Regions from separate parts of the Mus musculus genome. Here regions 2 and 3 are each linked to region 1. The links are chromatin contacts, called in public HiChIP or PLAC-seq maps. All regions are on one chromosome and are shown on one strand. The core of a region is the stretch at or near the end of the contact, and the rest is flanking DNA. Distances in the headings are between cores, read along the strand shown.

Region 1 (3,737 bases), core at 927-3,426:
TGCCTGCTGCTTCTGAGACCTTGGTCTCCTCCTCTGTTCCGTAGGAGATGGTGGGCCTGAGAGACATCTGAGAGCCTCCTGCAGAGTGCTCCTTGGGAAGTGCTCAGAGCAATCATGGTATACTGTGGGACATGGATAGATCCCTGGGCCACCCACTTCCTGATATGCTATCTGTGGGAGGGGACCCCCCCCCAGTGCTACCAGACACCCTCAGTTCATCAACCCTTGGGTGGTCCTGGAGGCCTTAGGGGAAAATGGGAGGCGAGGGAAGAACAAAGGCATGGCTGGAATGGCCAAAGACACCTGTCACTACCTCCTCCTCCTCTTCCTCTTCCTCCTCCCCTTCCTCCTCCCCTCCCTCCTCCTCCTCTTCCTCCTCCCCTTCTTCCTCCTCTTCTTCCTCCTGTTCCTCCTCCATCAGCCACCAGCTAGCCTGTTCCACCATCATTTGACTTCATGACCCCAGGCTTCCAGCAATTCTCCCTGCCCTCCAAAGGACTAGCTGCAGACCTCTCAGGAGCTCACTGTTCTTACAGGCTGGCCCCTGTGGCCACTCCTCTCCAGCCACTTCTTCTCTCTGATGTGGGATAGAACCTGGCAGCATGCTGGGTGACGTTGAGCAGCCCCTTCCACCACCCCACTACCAGCCCTGTCCATGTCTAAGGTCTCTCCCGCTCCAAACCCTATCTATCTATCTGCCCTGGCAAGCGGAGGCAGCATCCATTTCTGCCTATGCAGAAGACCCAGTATGGTGAGGCAGAGCAGGGGGCCTGTTCACTCGCTGAGGCGTTGGTGCCAGGTGGGATGAATCAGTGATGTCGTTCATGGATGAATGCATACATGAATGGGTATACTTAGCATCTGCCCTTGGTTGCTGCTGCTGCTGCTGCTGCTGCTGCTGCTGCTGCTGCTTTTGGAGTCTCTCCAGCTTCTCGGTGCGGTGGCCGAGAGGACTGGTCAGGGCACAGTGCCAGCCTGTCTGGGTTCCTATCCTGGCGGTGACCTTGAGCTGTTTTCTTCGTGTCCCTCTATGTTTCCTCATCTTTTAAAATGGGTACAGCGTGTACTTCCCAGGATGTCATGAGACTAAATGAGTCAGTTGACATAAAGTACTTAGAATGGTACAGCTAATGGCCCTAAGTTAGTCGGTATTAACAGTTTCGTTACCATGATGATGATTGGCAAAGTTAGGGAGAAGCTGGCTGGAGACTTGGAGTTCCTGGGAGCTGTGGAGTGTTACAGGTAGAGAGGTGTCACAAGTTGTAATTGGGAGCTTCTCGCTATAAGTATTTCTGGTCAGTCATTTAAAGAAGCCTCACCAGAAATGGGATTTGGATCCCTGAGGATCCAGGAGTTTGTTCTGATTTTTCTAACTCTAAATAGGCATTTACAATTTTACATATTTTTTCAAGAGGGCCTCCAAAATGCCATAAACTTCAGCTGTCATAGACCTGAACTACAGTTTGCCACTGTGCCTGTTTCTGTGTCCCCCTTCACTGGTCCCAGTAGGAGGCACTGTCCCTCTTATTCTTGACCATGTGGTGTGCCCCAGGCTGAGCATGGCCTGAAGGATTGATTCCAGGCAGCCCACAGGGGGAAGGGGCCCTCAGAACACCTCCTGCCGGGGATGCGAATCACACCAAGGCCTGGCGCTAGGCCGAGTTGCTGCTGCTTTGCTAAGCTGAGGGCCACTGCAAGCAGGCTGAGACCTCGGTACTCTCTCTCCCTCCTCCCCTGTGTATGCTCTGGTGCGGGCACTGGAAGGCAGTTAGGCTATGGGAAGCAGGTTGCTGAGTTGTTGGGTTGTCGTTGGAGTAGCTGGCTGTGTGCCCAGTTTGGTGTCAGGGACCCTGTGTCCTGTGTCAGGTCATTGGCCTTGCTCAAAAGGATCTCCCTAGTCACCAAGACCACAGGATTCTCACTTGAAGGCTAAGGAGAAGATGGTGTCAGCCCCCTTATCAGTAATCTCAGAGTGAGGTATAAAGAGAACTCATAGCTCGAGAGGGCAGGACAGATAGAACTGGCTTCCAGAGGCTAGGCCGTTAGCTGGGGAAGACCCCTGGGTAGGCACTATGGACACTTGCTGCCTCCACTGGCATCAGGGCCTCTAGACCCTGCTCTGAGAGGGCCATTTATAACTCACAGCTGTGCGGTCCTGAGCCCAACTGACTGTGGTAAACCGATCTGGCTTCAGGAAGTCCCAACCCAAGGCCACTCCCAACCCGGCCCCATGCTCTCCTCACCTCCTGACACCCACATCCTGTTCTCAGCAGGAAGGCAGGCAGTGGGGCCCAGCCAGGGTCTCCAGCTGCAAAGCCCCAGATGGCCCTAGAACTGTGAGGCCCTAGAACCAACACCATCGAGGCCTATCCCAAAGACAAATATATAGGGAGACCAAGGTCAAAAGAAGGCTGGGGCCTGTGCTAGAGTCCACAGAATCAAGGCTCAGGAATGAGGTTGTAGCATCAGGGGTATGCTTGGAGCTCCTGGTATGATCCAAAGAGAGATTGATGCTTCTAGCCCCTGCCAACGATCACCAGAGGAGGCTGATGGAAGAAAGAGGAGGGCTTCAGGGAATCCTGGGAAAGGACACCATCTTGGATCCCAGACTTCAGCATTGCCATCTTCATCCAGTCGCCTCATTCTCTAGAGGTTCTTTACCAAGCCCAGAGATTGTGTAGGGCTAGGCATGGGCTGGAGAGAGGCTGCTGCTGAACGCTCCCAGCACCCGAGACCTAGGCTTTGTCATATGCTCAGGGCAGGCACTAACCTCTCTGCTTTGTTTTCTCTGCAAACACTCTTCTGCCAAAACTTCACTGTAGTGAGTTTGTAGAAATTTGGCCCAAGAAACTTAAGACATTTGTGACTAGATTCTAAAATCAGAACCCGAAAGAACATAAATTTTGTTTTATTTATTTATGCTGTGTATTTATTAAAGAATAAGAGAAATGCATTAGAAATACCTAACTATCTGTGGCTCTCCTCTGCTACACACTGAGTCTGGAGGATGGGGAGGTGGAGACAGGTAGACAGGTAGCCCTGAGGCTCAGCAGCTGGCCAGTCAAGCAGAACTGGTGAGCTCCAGGTTCAGTGAAAGACCCTGTCTCAAAAGACCAATGTGGAAAACCAGGTGTAGTGGCAGACACCTTTAATCCCACCACTAGGGAGGCAGAAGCGGGCAGATCTCCGTGAATTCAAGGCTAGCCTGGTCTTCAGAGTGAGTTCCAGGCAAGTCAGAGCTGGTAAGACATAGTAAGACACCATGTCTCAAAAACAAACACATACACACACACATACACACACAAAGAATATGGAGAGTGAATACAGAAGACACTCAACACTGACCTTATGTGCACACAAACGCATACAAAAATTAAATAAGTAAGGCTCCATGGTTAAGAGCATATACTACTCTTCCCGAGGACCTAACTTTGCTTTCCAGCACTCACACTGCCTGTAATACTAGGGGGATCCAATGACTCTGGCCTCCAGCTTCCCGTGGGCACATGGAGGTGCCCTCACATGCACATGGCCACCCACACAGGTGGCTTCTGGAAGAGCAGCTCCAGCATGTCCCAGGAGGGCCCAGCATGCAGACTCTGGATCGCCAGAGTCAGCTCTACTCCCTTGAGGTTGATCCTCAGGGCTGTGCAGTGTCTCACTGGACCAGCAGGTGAGGAGGGCTGGGTGTGGTGCAATGTCTGACTGGGGGTTGGTTCTGTGGCAGGTGCTTTTGA
Region 2 (3,451 bases), core at 169-2,668, 310 kb after region 1:
ACCTGATGGACAAACTGATGTGGGCTGCAGTCAGGGTGACTGTTTTTATTGGAGAGTACGGGGGAGAGACATCCAGGGGCATCTGGAAGAGTCCAGGGGAGAGATTGAAAGACTGAAGATGGGCATCGGACTGCACCTGATCAGGGTGGGATGGAGGGAGAATAGAGGAAGAGTGTGAGAGAACAAAAGAGTGCGGGGGAGGGGGGAGGAGCAGGGAGACAGAGCAAGGAAGAGAGAGGGAGACAGAGCAAGGAAGACAAAGAGAAGGGGGGGAGAGAGGAAGAGTAGGCAAAAAGGGGGGGGACCTAGTTGAAATAGCAGGGCCACAATGAGAATGAATAACTTGACCTGTCCCACTTGAAGTTTAATTAAGACACAGAGGTAAGAGGTATCTATTTGGTTTAAAGCTGTGGCCTTTTGCTGGGGCCAGTCTCTAGCTAGCTCATCTAACTTATCCTGACTTATCCCCTCCCAGTCTCTCCTCGTGGCTCTCACTGTATGCTTCCAGCCCCGTCTGTCTCCCTTCTGCTCCCTGCCTGTGTCTCCTCTCTTGCTCAGAAGTCCTGCCTCCGTAAGGCCTCCCCAGATCCAGTTGTCATTCCAGTCTGAACCAATCCGCAGCAAGAGAACACTTGATCCATTGTTTAAGGGTTACCCTTTGTCACTGAGGGCTGTTTGACCTTCCCCACCGGAGGAGCTTGCTTTTTAATATAATAATCCCTGGGAATCACCTTTTGGGAAGACAAGCATTTACAAACATTTGCATTACAGTAGAAAACTGATCAATAAACTGGGTGTGGTGGCGCATGCCTTTAATCCCAGCACTTGGGAGGCAGAGGCAGGCAGATTTCTGGATTTGAGGCCAGCCTGGTCTACAAAGTGAGTTCCAGGACAGCCAGGGCTATACAGAGAAACCCTGTCTCGGGGGGTGGGGGGGGGGGGGAGAAAGAAAGAAAAAGAAAACTGGTCAAGGGCCACAGAAATGACAATACCGAAAGCCTGCCATCACTTGCTCATGGACACACCCTGAAGGTGTCTTCTCAGTAGTTTGGGACAGGGGAGGAGGTGAGGAGAGCTGGGGATGCTAGTATGGACTCTGCAATGTGTAACAGCCACTTGTGATGTTGGGACCCTGGAAGCCAACGTCAATTGTGTTATGCTAATAGGTACCACAGCTGACCATTTATCTTTTCTGCCTTTTGGAATATGGGAAGATGAAGTTTCCTTTGGACCTGGGAGTCCCTTCTATCCCTTACCATGGGAGATGAACATGTAGATTGGCTGTATTGTGTAGAGGAATTTTAATCCAGCAACACGGCTGCTCTGACAAGGGATCACAGCCTAAGACCTTCTAGGTCTGTGTGATCTGGCTTCAATGACACACATCTTTAATCGCTCCGGCTGGAATACAGACACGCCCTTAATCCCCAACAACGGTGTGTGAGTGGAGAACAATTCGTGAGTGTAAGTCAGTTGAGTCAGTTTGGTGTAGTTCAGAGTGGAGTGTTGGGGTGGGGTGGGGTCTAGGGTTGTGTTAATAATGAGGGCAGGACCACCAGAGTCAGAAACAAACCAGAAGCAACTTTATTCACCTCGAGAAGCACTTCTAGCTGGCTAGGGAGGCAGTCAGGATAGGGAGTTGAAGCCTCAACCTTGGAAGGAGGGAGCAGGTTCTTAAAGCATAAAACCACAAGCCGATGTTCAGGGGGTGGGAAAGAAGGAATTCATAAATTGAGGGTTAGTCCTGCATGTGACTTTTTATGATAGCAGGATGTTTGTACAGGCTCAAGGCTATTTGAACAAGGCAGCAGTCTTATCTCAGCTTTTATGGAGCTAACACAGGCCAGGTGGTTTTACTGAAGCTGAAAAGAATGTAGGGCTAGAGGATATGCAGTGAAATGGGGGCGATAGATACAATGTAGTGATATATACAATAGATACAGACCAATGCTGGGAATTACTTTGGGCTCTTCGGGAGTATAGCTGAGTTCCGTTCAGTTATTGCAGTGGAGTTGAGGTCCTCTGTGAGTTCCCTACAGTTCCATACAGTCATCAGAGGCAGTTTTACTGAGATAGTCTTACAAAGATAGGTTTCAGGTGAAGATAGAACAAGCCAGAGAATGAGAAGGAGCCAGAAGATTAGAACAGATTGCCGGAGTTAGTTTGAGACCAAGCAGAGCAACTCAGTCAGAAGCCTAAAGAAGTCATTTTGAATCAGTTAGCTTGGAGAAGAGTTTGGGCCAAAACAGCTGAGTTGAACCAGTCAGTCAGAGTACAGAAAGAGCTAGAAAGGGTGAGCTTATTCAGCAGTAAGCCTCAGAGGTGACAATTACATCTAGCAAATAAAAGTTACTTTTACAGTATTGTATCTTGGTTGAAGTTCCGGCTATGAAGAAAGACAGAGCTATGGAGAGAACCACACAGGATGTAGGGCGTGCAAGCCTGGGAGGTAAGGGATGACTGATAGCCCTGAGCTTCCTGTAGTGATAGATACAAACAGGGATAAAGGTCCTAATGACATGAGTTGTAAAATCAGTGGTGATGAGGTGCATGGCTGGAGATATGGCTGGGCAGTTTAGAGCACTTGCTTTTCTTGAAGAGGACCCCAAGTTTGGTTCCCAGCCATACTAGGTTTCTCATGACCTGTTGTAAGTTCAGCTACAAGGGATAGGGTACCCTCTTTTAGAGTCCATGAACACCCACACTCACATGTATAATCGCCATAATCTCTCTCTCTCTCTCTCTCTCTCTCTCTCTCTCTCTCTCTCTCTCTCTCACACACACACACACACACACACACACACACACACGCTACATAAATCAAATACATAGTTAAAAAAAAACCACAGTGATGATGTGATGTAGTGGTGTGACGGGAGGGAGAGATTTGCCAAGAACACATGACACTCCAAAGGCCTCTTCTTTGTCAAAGATGACGTAGCTAATATGTCTCTCTCTCTCTCTCTCTCTCTCTCTCTCTCTCTCTCTCACACACACACACACACACACACACACACACACTACATAAATCAAATACATAGTTAAAAATTAAAAAAAAAACCACAGTGATGATGTGATGTAGTGGTGTGACGGGAGGGAGAGACTTGCCAAGAACACATGACACTCCAAAGGCCTCTTCTTTGTCAAAGATGACGTAGCTAGTATGTCAGAGACCAACCCGTGAGAAAGTGAGCCCTTCACAATCTCCCTAACAGACCAAATGGCCTCGTGCTAGGAGCTGGTTATCACTCCCTCCTCCCTATTCCCTTCCTGGCACCTGAGGCTGTAAAAGCTGAATTATAGTCCCCTCTTCCCTATCTCTTCCTGAACTCCCATGCCATCCAAGAACATGAGTTACGCCTGAGCCCAGCCTGACACCCAAGGCTGTCAAGGAGGATCAATGTTGCGGAGATAAGATGCAAAGTGCCCGCTGCCTGGCGCCTGATTTTGG
Region 3 (3,772 bases), core at 308-2,807, 460 kb before region 1:
AACTATAAGTCTTTGCACATCCCTTTCCCCATTCCACACTAGATATGTAGGGTGCACATCACACAGGTACAGTATTCTGGCACAGGTCCCTCAGCCAAAAAGCAGGAAGCCAGAGAAAGGAGAATTTTTTGGCAAGTGCACATAAACTATATATTCCAGCAACTTAATAAATAATTGTGTGTGTGCGCGCGCGCGCGCGCGTGTGTGTGTGTGTGTGTGTGTGTGTGTGTGCATGTGCGCATGCACTCACACATGTACATGTTGGCCTTATGTCCTGAAGTGAGAGGTCGTAGCAAAAAACCCAATCAATCTCTTGTCCTAGACCTAACATCATGCACTGTTATCATATGACTTGAATGAGACCAACATAGCATGTTAAACACCAGATCTGACAATTTCAACAGTGCCATGTTACAATATGTAGTACCAGTAAGGCTTCATGGAAATATCATGCCTTGTATAAGTAATAGATAGGGCACCAAGGAGGCTGAAACTCAGGGGTCCTGTGTGGGAGGGAGTGGCAGATGGAGAGAGATGAGTTGAATTGAGAGGAAGAAGGCCTCTGATGTTGGCCTGGGATGTGCAGCTCTGCCTTTCCCTGGGAGGAGAAACTAGGGAAGTATGCACACATCATACTGAGAGCCAGGGTGCCACTCACAGAGCCTTTCAAGGCCTCAGCGACAGTGCCCATCTCTCAACCCATGCCAGCATCCCAGTGCTGGGACCATGGGACATCATCACAATCAGTCCAGTAGAGGGAAATGAATGGTCCCTGACACCTATACACCCTGGTTCTAGAGGGTTCTGTCTCTCCTCATAGATGAAGTTCAGGAGGCATTCCTCAATAGACAGAAGAGCACTCTGGATAAAAGGAGGGCTCAGCCTACATGAGGGCTGCACACTTGAGCTTTCTGCCCGCGGCCGGTTCATCTGACTGATGGCGGGCGTCAGACCTCAGAGAATGGTCCTTGTTAGGATTTAGGAACAAAACCATAGGCTTTCTGTTTACAATAAAGAGAAGCAGCTCCCTGGACCTTGCACCCCCTTTACGTCAAATAAACATCTGTCAAGGAGGAACAAGACAGAATTCCTGTGATCAGATGCTCCGGGTTCTACAGACATTCATCAAAGCCCCACTCATCAATTAGAGAAATATTTGAAAAGGCACACGGCTCCCACCAGAACCTCATGCATAATTCACAGGAGCGCCGCAGTCGAGGGAGGCGGCCACAGGAGCCAGGGTGGGCTTTTGAAGGTAAACCTCCTCATTGTTCCTTTCATCCCCAACCCAGGAAGACAACTCTGGGCCCTTCAAAAACTGTACAAGCCTTGGATGTGGGAGGTGGAGAAAGCTTGCTACTGAAGTATAGAAACTTCCTCAGCCTTCCTTTGGGCCCTCACTCAGTAAGGGAGACCATTTCTCGAGTCTTTGGAACTGGGTGTCCCTGTGAGCTCAAGGTGGAAGGAAGTGGCCCCTCATCTCACCCTGTGACCTACTTTTATCAGGGCAACCAATGCTGAGTGGTTCCGAAGGGGCTGCAAATTAAAACAGGCTGACGGAGGAGATGAAAGGTACCACGGAAAACGCAGTCTTGCTTTTCTCGGTTCATTCGCCACATCCCATAGTGTAGTGATGCTAGCCCTGTTTTATAGAGCACATTGAACCAGAGAGGTAGAGACACATATTCAGAGTGATACAGCAAGTTTACCTTGAATACTTAACTCAACAAGCAGACACTCTGTAGGTGCACAAGCCCAGGGCAATTTTGCTTCTGTTATTCCATTTAAACAACAGAGAGTGTAAGAAGTAGAAAATCAGTTGTTGTCAATATTTATTTTATTAATACTTGGTTTGGAACCCAAGTTTCATTTGATAGTCAAATACTTTGTTAGTCACAACAATCATATCATTTTTATCAGTGTATTCTATGCCTGACTTTCATTTCCAAGTTACACTGCAAAAAGATGCCACAGAGAGGAACACGGGGCAAGCAGCACTGCTCAACATTTCAACATTGACCTTGGCTTCTGCTCTGAAGTTTTCTTCCTCCTCTAACCCACCTGAAAGTTGCTCTTGCAAGATAAGGCCATTCTTGTAGTGGCAGGATGAGCTCTGCGGGGTCCCCAGGGCCTGGCATCCAGGGGCAGGTGGAAGGGTTTCTTACTTCTAGGACCCTATTGCAGCTGAATAAGAACAGGCATGGGATAGGATGAGACCAGAGCTCTTCATTTTAGATTCTGAGCAGTGCCAGGTTCTGCACTTAGCAAGGAGGGCTCAAGGGGGCTGAGACCATCCAACCAGGCCAGAGAGGCCCAGAGATTCCAGGCAATGAGAGGAGGGTCCAAGAGTCTGTTCTGGTCTAGGCAAAACCTATAGGCCTGTACTGCAGCCTCGCTTGTAGTCTAGAGTGTGCAAGTGCTCAGCCGGGCAGAGGGAACTCTCAGCGTCACCTGTTGACAAAGCTGTCCAAGATAGTCAAGTGGGAGTAGGGGAGTGGCCACTTCTGAATTCCCATCATGCCTTGTGCTTGCTTAGATAGTCGCATTATGGCATAACAATCTCGTTTCCGGCCTGTTTTCTCCAGGACTTCATTTGCATTCCCAGCGTCTTCTGTAGGACATGATGCATATTTAATACAAAGGAAGGAGGGAGGGAGGTAGCCTGGCCAAAGCACTTCACAAATAACTGAGTAAGGACAAGAAACTGGACATTCAGAGCGGTTCCTGCCTAGTAGCCCCCATATTGCTGAGGCTGCCGGCTGCCGTTGCCTCTGTGAGCCCACACTCAGTTCTTCTGCACAGAAGAGTTCAGCCCTGCCGTTACTATGAGAACATGAGTCGAGTCATCTCAGAGCCCACCTCTGCCATCATGTTTAAGCAGCCACGAACATGCAACGTATTACAACAGCTTAATATAAGCTGTTGAATTAATAAGCCTGTGAGTGAATGAGTGATTGGGTTTGTTGTGGTTCTGTAGGGAGACTCAGGGTGGGAAGCCCACCTGCATGCAGTTCAGTGTGTACCAGTCAGGTGGGCAGCCAGCACCGCTGCTGCTGTAGTGCGCCTCCCAGGAGAGGCACTTAGCCTTGTGGCCCCAGTGGCTTACAGTCTCCTTCCTTAAAGCATTCTATTCCAATGTGAGACAGCACAGGCTATCAGAGCAAGAAAGACCCAGTTGAAGCCAGCAGCCTGATCACAGCCTACCTCTAGAATAGATGTCATACAAGACTGCAGAGGGGTTGCCATGACATTTTGTCATTTTCCCTACCCATGGTTCCCAGGCTCTGGGACCTTGACAGTCGCATGCAATCTGAACTTGAAGGAGATGTGATCAGACATGAGTTAGTATTGAGTCCCAGGACAGCAGACCAGAGATCTACGGTACACTGTCCCTTCTCGGATGCAGGAAACCATTGCTCAGCCAGAACCTGGGAAGGAGGCCTCCATGCTCTGCATGGGGTGGGGGGGACACAGAGCATGCCTTGCAACAATACCTGAATGGATGTTTGTTTACTTTAAGATACTTTGCAGGGTGAAAATACACACTGTACTGGAGCCCAGAGAAAGCTGTGGGGCACACCACCACCCCAGAAAACAGAAAAGAGCTGACATTTACACCGGGTGTTTGGGTGTTCTTGAGGGTGGTGCAGTCCATGAATCACATTCTGAGGAGACCCTCTTACTCTAACTAACTAGAATAGAGTCATCCAGGAGAGAGGGCACCAGCTTAGCAATAACTGGGCTCTGTGCTTCACAGTTCTGCCTTCCTTGC

The links. HiChIP or PLAC-seq counts read pairs in DNA pulled down with a chosen protein or histone mark.
Region 2: an HNF4G HiChIP or PLAC-seq map of pancreatic cancer cells shows a contact between it and region 1. The contact joins two enhancer-like sites. A contact is called at or near these places in 1 of 115 datasets of contacts at active chromatin or transcription factors (pancreatic cancer cells) and 1 of 9 other capture datasets (adipose tissue).
Region 3: an H3K27ac HiChIP or PLAC-seq map of double positive thymocytes shows a contact between it and region 1, with 3 times the contacts expected there. The contact joins two enhancer-like sites. A contact is called at or near these places in 4 of 115 datasets of contacts at active chromatin or transcription factors (acute myeloid leukemia, double positive thymocytes, large pre-B cells and 1 more).

Annotation. Positions count from the first base shown.
Region 1 is chr14:25,515,190-25,518,926 of GRCm38.p6, forward strand. All of the region lies in intron 2 of Zmiz1 (zinc finger, MIZ-type containing 1), which reads left to right. Among named protein-coding and RNA genes, the nearest start is that of Mir3075, 17 kb to the right of the region's middle. Within about 2 kb of position 2,177, at least 190 of the 459 cell types and tissues checked have an H3K27ac peak or open chromatin away from gene starts, as enhancers often do. A contact at or near this core is called in double positive thymocytes and pancreatic cancer cells, where this site is marked.
Region 2 is chr14:25,824,628-25,828,078 of GRCm38.p6, forward strand. No RefSeq gene overlaps it. Among named protein-coding and RNA genes, the nearest start is that of Anxa11, 16 kb to the right of the region's middle. Within about 2 kb of position 1,419, at least 24 of the 459 cell types and tissues checked have an H3K27ac peak or open chromatin away from gene starts, as enhancers often do. A contact at or near this core is called in pancreatic cancer cells, where this site is marked.
Region 3 is chr14:25,058,029-25,061,800 of GRCm38.p6, forward strand. All of the region lies in intron 2 of Gm41112 (a long non-coding RNA gene), which reads left to right. Among named protein-coding and RNA genes, the nearest start is that of Gm41112, 9.2 kb to the left of the region's middle. Within about 2 kb of position 1,558, at least 6 of the 459 cell types and tissues checked have an H3K27ac peak or open chromatin away from gene starts, as enhancers often do. A contact at or near this core is called in double positive thymocytes, where this site is marked.